3 separate regions of the Capsicum annuum genome follow, and all the other regions are linked to region 2. The links are chromatin contacts, called in public Hi-C maps. All regions are on one chromosome and are shown on one strand. Each heading gives the region's core, a stretch centred on a gene start, on an enhancer-like site or on the middle of the called end of the contact. The rest is flanking DNA. Distances are from core to core; before and after follow the strand shown. Region 1 has its middle 43 kb from the start of LOC124887075. Region 2 holds the start of LOC107842775 (protein ENHANCED PSEUDOMONAS SUSCEPTIBILITY 1). Region 3 has its middle 63 kb from the start of LOC124887326.

What was found. A called contact is a pair of places that touch in the nucleus more often than the background predicts.
Region 1: a Hi-C map of placenta shows a contact between it and region 2, with 3 times the contacts expected there. The contact joins the enhancer-like site here to the promoter of LOC107842775 in region 2. A contact is called at or near these places in 2 of 5 Hi-C or Micro-C datasets (leaf and placenta).
Region 3: a contact with region 2 is called in a Hi-C map of bud, with 7 times the contacts expected there. The contact joins the enhancer-like site here to the promoter of LOC107842775 in region 2. A contact is called at or near these places in 2 of 5 Hi-C or Micro-C datasets (bud and leaf).

What each region holds. Positions count from the first base shown.
Region 1 is chr9:57,676,143-57,678,842 of UCD10Xv1.1, forward strand. No RefSeq gene overlaps it. Among protein-coding and RNA genes, the nearest start is that of LOC124887075, 43 kb to the right of the region's middle. Within about 2 kb of position 1,314, at least 3 of the 5 cell types and tissues checked have an H3K27ac peak or open chromatin away from gene starts, as enhancers often do. A contact at or near this core is called in leaf, where this site is marked.
Region 2 is chr9:58,352,744-58,355,512 of UCD10Xv1.1, forward strand. It overlaps LOC107842775 (protein ENHANCED PSEUDOMONAS SUSCEPTIBILITY 1), which reads left to right and starts at 1,264. Exons shown (of 1, transcript XM_016686799.2): 1 at 1,264-2,769. The coding sequence starts at 1,273. The coding sequence ends at 2,769.
Region 3 is chr9:57,570,575-57,573,274 of UCD10Xv1.1, forward strand. No RefSeq gene overlaps it. Among protein-coding and RNA genes, the nearest start is that of LOC124887326, 63 kb to the left of the region's middle. Within about 2 kb of position 1,412, at least 1 of the 5 cell types and tissues checked has an H3K27ac peak or open chromatin away from gene starts, as enhancers often do. A contact at or near this core is called in bud, where this site is marked.

The DNA.
Region 1 (2,700 bases), core at 64-2,563, 680 kb before region 2:
CTTCAAAATAAGAATTTGAGATGTTATCCAGTATATAAACATTTTTGAAGAAAAAGTTCGGATGAACACCTTGCACACCTAGCTCCACCAAGTAGTATCAAATGGATATAGATCATAGTTTTCATTCATAGGAAATAGCCTTAAATGCCATGGATTGAGCTACCACTCTTATATGTTCAAAAATTGGCCACGTCTCGGTGAAACTGTTGTGCATAGAAGGGTGCACTTGCCTAATATCAAAACAAACAAATTGGCCCATCCACTTAAGGCAAGCCTGGCAAACAAATCAATTATTGTGAAAATGATAGAATTTTTTTGAAAAATTTAAAAAGCAAGTAACGTATTATACGTGTGCCTATGTGGACCTTCAGTGTGTTGATTCACTGATGTGCCACGTAAGCACTAAGATTGCTAAAAATACGATTTTAATTAGTCCAGGAGAGTAAAGTTTGGGTGCGTCTCGATAATTTTCGTGGATAATTTAGGGAGAAAGCAGACCATTTTTCCTATAATATACACTAATTCAAATAATGGATGTTTTGCTAAGGTTTGTCATCCAACATCACTTCACAAAAACCCTGGAAAATCACTATAATTCCAAAACTAAATCCATGTCATACAAGATGAATTGCATGAATGAGCCGATATTGCTTCTACAAATTTCATGTACGCTTCTGACAATAAGTGACATAATTAATAATTTATATCTATAAATTTAAAATTCTCAATTCGGGAATGAAGTTTTGAAAGCTAAAATAATTGAACTTGTTGACAATCCGACAATTCCAAATGGGATGGCAACAAAAATCCATGTTAAATAGATGTTTGTTTCTAGTTGGTAGAAGACAATGGGGTAGTCATTTCCACACTTTTGCTAAGAGATGATGAATTGCAAGCACATTATTATATATAGACTTGGATAAGTACTAATTTATCAGCACCCACTACTTGATTTTATTTTTGAAATGTCATAGTTGCCAAACGCTAATAGTAACACATTTTATATTCTTTGGCATGCTAGGATAATAAACATAGTCAATGCTAGTGATTATTCATGGGTATAATTCTCATGAACTATTGGAGTATTGACTTTTATTTAATCACGTTTGTAACACAACTTGCACATTTTATGTCTCTAATTATTTTTATTTATTTATTTATTTTTGACCACTTTTTAGATAGGAAAGTGAGAAAATTGCAAGAAGACAATGGGAGTTGGATATTTTTAATTGGCGGATTGCTCCTATTACTGTCAAATTGTCATTGAACTATCAGAATATTTAGAGTCTTCAAGAGGACAGTGTAGTCCACAGAAGGTCACAGCACTCCACAATGTTACGAGTCTTCAGTGGTCAGTTTGGTGTGCAGGGTGGAATAAACATGGATATTTCATGTATTGTCATATTATATGAAACTACCTTATTCTATTTTTTATATAATGCGATAGTAATTATATTATTTTAGTATAAATAACATGATAAAATAATCTCGAGATTAGCTAATACCTCGTACTAAATAAAAAACAAAATTAATCTCAAATTTTGTCTTGAGATTATTATTTTTATCCCACATACCAAACAAATCCTAGATACTTCTCACACCTAGTTAATTATATTATGTTTTACTCTCGTTTATTTTTATTTATTCATATTTGACTTGACACACTCTTAATAAGTAAATAAAACAGTAATTATTATATCATACCTAATTGTTAAGTAATCTAAAAGTTGGAAAATGAATAGTACTAATTTACATAAATCCCTGAATCTTTAAGTGATATTACATAAAATTCTGATTATTTTGTTAATTACATTTTATCCCGATTTTTTGAAATATGATACATATGTTATATGGTGATATATATAAAAAAGTGATGCATTTGAAACTAACAAAATATTTATTTAAGGAAATAATAGATTCTCTTTTATTCATTGTATTCTTTTATTTAAGGAAAGATGTCTAATTTTTCTCTTTTTTTAGATTTAATTTAAGTGTTTTAATTATGTTTCTCTTTTTTCGTCTTTAAGTATGAAAAAAATAATTTTTTGTCTTTTTTTTTCGTCTTTAATTTTAGTCTGCTTTTTTAGATTTAATTTTAATTATGTTTCAATTCTGCTTTTAGTCTTTTTGTTTTAAATATTTTTACTTTTGTTTCCTACACTGACTACACCATTACCTTTCATTAATAACATATGAATCGCCCATAATACCATATATATCACCCATTAATATCATGTGAATCACCCAATAATTGAAATAAATAATTGTATCTACCATATGAATCACCATAATATCATATATATGAATCACCCAATCATTGAAATAAATAATTGTATCTACCATATGAATCACCAAAATACCATATATATGAATCACCCAATAATTGAAATAAATAATTGTATCGACCATATGAATTACCATAATACAATATGTATCACTCATTAATATCATATGTATCACCCGTTAAAATCATACAAAATGTATCTATCGTATGAATCACCATAATACCCATATAATGATATCATATTTATCATTCATATGAATCACCATTAAAAAATTAAACATGTATGAATAACTAATAAATTTATATATGTATCAATAGTTTAAAAAAAAAGGGAGAGATTTTAGGAGAAGAAAAAAAAAGTTGCATGTATTAATGGAGGAGAAAAAAATTAGGAAGGAAGATGATTTAAGCATTAA
Region 2 (2,769 bases), core at 14-2,513:
CTGGAGTCTGGAACAACCTTGACCACCTAATATGGGATGGGCCAGTCATCAGTGTAACAGAAAACCCATTCTTTGTGAAAAGTTCTATGTACAAAAGTGTATGTCTGGCACTAATTTCCCTACTTGTGTGATTGTACAAACTATGTAAGCACCACAACTATGTCCAACTACTCACTTCCATCATTCACTGTACTCTGTACTCTGTACTCATCATCAATGATTCAATATCAATACAATACGTGGGAGAAAGTAGACAAAGGACAATCAAAGAGTGTGGAAGTTGGTCGAGATTCCTTTGTTAGGAAAATTAAAATGAAATTTATGAATTTTTATATTAAACTCAAGTTAAAACTAACAATAAACTATAAACAAAAAAAGAAAATTAGCTAAAATTGCTCGTAGCAAATAGGATTCTGATAATCCATTGCTAACTAGGATTAGCGATGAATTTTGTTGTTAATCTATAGAGTTTGTCCATCACTAGTTATTGTATTTGAGTAGTGGTAATATAATTGTGTTTATAATTAAATATTTATAAATATTTAGTGAATTTCTTAATATATATATATATATATCTGAGTAAAAATTTTTGAGTGAACCTGTAACCTTAATAAAAAGGATACGGGTTGTAACTTCAAGAATTGAAGAAACCTCTTTTATTTATCTATATTCGTTATGAATCTAACTTGATTAGAGTTACTGGACAACAACGACATCTAGCACATTACTTCAAAGATGTCCTAAAATTCCTCCTTGAAGTATAGTACAGAATTATCTCGATCAGAGTTGGCATAAGCGTAACATAAACTTGAGAAGTTTTTGGATAAAGCTTTAAGGAATGAAGAAACTTTATTAGGAAGCATTTTTCCTTTTATTCTATGTTATATGAATCTAAATTGATTTACTATGAACTTCTGATATCAAATATTTTCTCTATTTCATTTTAGTTGGGCTTTTTGCTAAAAATGTTTGTTTAATTTAGCTGAATTCTTTTTGTAAAATCAAGAGAGTTTTATTATGTTTTTCAAATAGTATTAATCATATCACTAAATGACTGCATAAAATGTATATATTCAAATTTATATTTTTAAATATAATTATCAGATTAATAGATATTAAAATAAGCTTTTAATAAATATATATATATATTTTTTAAATCAAGTTAAGAAGAACAATTATTTAAAACGAAGGGAGTAATTATTAAAACAATAAAATAAAGAGAAGATAGAAAAAGGTGTAAGGGTCAAATTAAGTCACTAACCACCAAAGTGCATGAACCGAGCCACCCTCGTAACTCCTAACCTCTATAAATACCTTCCAACTGTCTTACTTCTTTCCCCATCCCCATCCCCATTTTCCATTTCTCAACTCCCATATCCCATCTTCCTTGCAACTATGCCTTCTTCTTCACTATTTATCGTTTCTAAATCCACTATTTACCCCAACGATCATCAATCACTTAACAACACTTTAAAACTCTCCGTCTCTGATCTTCCTATGTTATCATGTCAGTATATTCAGAAAGGCGTTTTATTGACCCAATCTCCTTTCGAATCCTCTATTTCTCTCATTTCTCATCTCGAAATTTCCCTTGCCAAAACCTTAGCCCATTTCCCTCCCCTCGCAGGCCGTTTAATTACGGACTCTCAGGGGTACGTTTACATCGTTTGTAACGATGCTGGTGTAGATTTTGTACATGCAAAAGCACCCCACCTCAATCTCTCAACACTTGTTCCACAAAATCAAGCAGATATTCCGATTTATTTTCGAAAGTTCTTCCAATTTGATAGTACTTTGAGTTATGCTGGGCATAATAAACCCTTAATGGCTATTCAAGTTACTGAACTAAATGATGGTGTATTCATCGGATGTACGATGAATCACGCCGTCGTTGATGGTACTTCCTTTTGGAATTTCTTCAATACTTTTGCTGAATTTTCAAAAGGCGAGAAGAAGATTAGTAGGCAGCCGAGTTTTAACCGTAAGACGGTGTTTGATTCACCGGCGGTGTTGAAGTTCCCGGACGGTGGACCGTCGGCTACTTTCTCCGGCGACGAGCCGATCCGTGAAAAGATCTTCCATTTCAGCCGTGAAGCCATATTGAAACTGAAGTATAGGGCAAATAGAACGGCTGTTAACGGTAAGGTTAACGGAAAGATAACACCAGTTAATGACGAGCCGGCTTTGAAAAACGGCTCGGCTACGGCTTCGGAGATTTCGTCATTTCAGTCATTGAGTGGTCAATTATGGAGATCGGTGACACGGGCTAGGAAATTGGACGGGAACAAAACGACGACGTTTAGGATGGCGGTTAATTGTCGCCATCGGCTGGAGCAAAAGATGGAGCCACTGTATTTTGGGAACGCCATTCAAAGTATCCCGACCGTTGCTTATGTTAAGGAGCTGTTATCTAACGACTTATATTGGAGCGCGAATCAGCTACATCAAAATGTAGTGGCGCATGGTGATTTCACTGTGCGCCGTGGTGTGAAGGATTGGGAAAGTAATCCTAGGTTATTTCCTCTTGGTAATTTTGATGGAGCTATGATTACTATGGGAAGTTCACCTAGGTTTCCAATGTACGATAATGATTTCGGGTGGGGCCGACCTGTCGCGGTCCGAAGTGGTATGGCTAATAAATTTGATGGTAAGATCTCCGCTTTCCCTGGACGAGAAGGAAATGGAACCGTTGATCTTGAAGTGGTTTTGGCACCCGAGACAATGGCGGGACTTGAAGAGGACATGGAATTTATGCAGTATGTTTCTTAA
Region 3 (2,700 bases), core at 162-2,661, 780 kb before region 2:
GAATTTCTCCAGTTCGTGCGGCTAACACGCACTAGAGCTCTTTCAGCAGGGGTAGTTAAACTTATATAACCCGTGGGTGCCCTTAGGACGGTTAGAGCTACACAGTCTAGGTTAATAATTCTGAATCTCATGCTTAAACCTTGTTCCCTTATATATACACACACACAATGTGTGCATGTATTTTAGTTTGATTTTGGACATGACATTATTTTATCCCTATCCTAAGTTACATGCCAGTGCTTATCCCATTGACCATCCTAGGACGCTAAATTATTTTATAATGTAAGGTCTAAAGATACTTCGTTTACCCCTGTGCAGCGTTAGGTGGATTAGCACATTCGTCGAGTAGCTATGAAGTGGTGAGCCTCCATCATTTGAAAGACTTTATCATTTTCATACTTTTTTATTCTGACTCAGTACTTTTGGATTCTTTTGGTCATAATCGGGGGTATGTCCCGACCTATTTGGTATTCTGATTTTAGTGACTATTATGGACAGATGTGGGTTGGTTGGTTATTGTTTTGACTCTTAGTTTCATTGAGTCTTTCATTCATCTTCTTATTTTTATTTCGTTGGATTTTGCATTGTTTTTATTATTATTATTATTGTGCTCTTGAGGTTGGTTAAGGGGCGGTCTTCGGTCTGTGATGGACTTGAGATACCCGTCACCATTAGGCCCAGGTTTGGATCGTGACAGGACCTTTCACTAGATAGGTACCCCGATGCACATCAGTTTAGTGGTATCTCAAAGAGGACGCCTCTTACTTATGAAATGTCTCTGAGGAACTAGAATGATGTGTAGAAAAGGACATGAGACAAAGATTTCAGAATCCATCAAAGGTGTAAACAATATTACACTACCCCTATAGAAAATACTGGTTGGCACATACAATGGATAGGACAGCTAACATGACACTCCCTTCATTTCGGAACAAGTGAATTGTTGAGGTATTTATTGATATTTCAAAATAAGTGAATTATTGAATTTTTTTCCAAATTTGCCCTTATGAGTTGCCAACCAATTAACTTTTAAAAAGGTATTACAAGGTCAACTTTTTCTTTTTTGAGGGTAAAAATGGAAAGTTGTGTTAAATTTATATTTTTAATGTTTTTTCCTTAATATGTGTGCCAAAATTTAACAATTCATTTATTATGAAACGAAGGGAGTATATTTTTGGTTGTAGTACTATAAGTACCTCTTAAAGAAACCTCTTAAAGAAACCTATTCTATAGTGTTACTATTCACCCATCGTACCATGTAACAAGGGATCCTCTCTTATTTGTAAATGGCCTAGAATCAAACCTGACAATACAGTACAACCTTCTGGCGTGCTCTTTAAGCTGTGTTTTTTCTTTGCTCTTATCTGTGCATCCTTGATCTCGTGGAAAGCACCCTCACTAGTGGATGCCTTTTAATTAGGAACTTGCTATGCTGATTTGTTTGGTATCATTATTTTACTTTATTTTTCTTAGGTTTTATGCCTCATCTTTCATTACATAAACAATCAATCCCCAGGTAATTATGGATGTAAACAGTGTTACATTTAATGTGTGCGTTTAGATTTAACGTGTGCGTTCTTGACCTCAGATGCTAATTCAATTGAATCATTTTTAGTGTAAAAAAACTTACTGACAAATTTAAGGAGTTACCATTACACATTCAATAATAACAAATCTATCCAACCCCTTGAAGAGTTTGTTTTGGACTCACAGAGGAAATTAAAGATATTAGCATGCATAATGAAAAGCCTCTAATTTGACTGCGTGATTAACAAAAAATCCAAGGAATTTGTGGAGTTGAGTCATTCTTAGAGGAATAATTGAGTCTAGCTATGATGATTATTAATAATGCTGATGACAACGAGGTCATTTGCCTTCGTCCTAATCATTAATTAATAACGTGTGAAGAGTGTATCTGTGGAAAAAATTAAGTGGTACCATGGAAGTTAATTAAGAGCAGCTGAATTGAAGAAGCAAATTCAATTAATAGCCATGGATCTTGTATGTTTTGCTCTCCTCATGATATCAGTCCAATTTGAGTTAGATTATATTAGCTCATGAGTCCTCTGTTCATTTTCATTACTCACATTAGATTTGACACGCTCATTTAAAAAATTATTGGTGTTATTATTCATTTTTGTATTAGAAATTAAAATATTTTAGGCATATATTAGTAGGTATAAATTATAATATAAGGTGACTACTAGTTTTTGTAACTCTCATGATCACTAATTCTTGTAACTCATATGTCATTATTGTAACTCTCATGATCATCTTTTTTATACAACAAAGTACATTTTATTCATCTTCCAAACAAAAGTCCATGATGATTTGAGGGATTATACAAAGTGACTTACTTTTCTCTCTAATCAGCTTAGGATACTCTCGTGGTCATTAGCTTTTTATAACTCATGTAAAATTAATTTATCTCAGTCATCTACCCACATAATATCCTCACTCTACCCATTGATTATATGAAAGAATTTTACACTATTTATTCCTTTGTGTTAAATAAGAGTGTAGACATCAAAATTTTATGGATTCTAAAGAATTCAATTTCTGTTAGAGTTCTTGAATACTACTTTACTCTAAATTTAGCTTGGAGGCTACTCTATCCAAACCCTAAATTATGCCTATATAAAAGGGCAGATATTCTCTTGAATAGGTATCTCAAAAGTCCCAATAAATTCATGGATATTC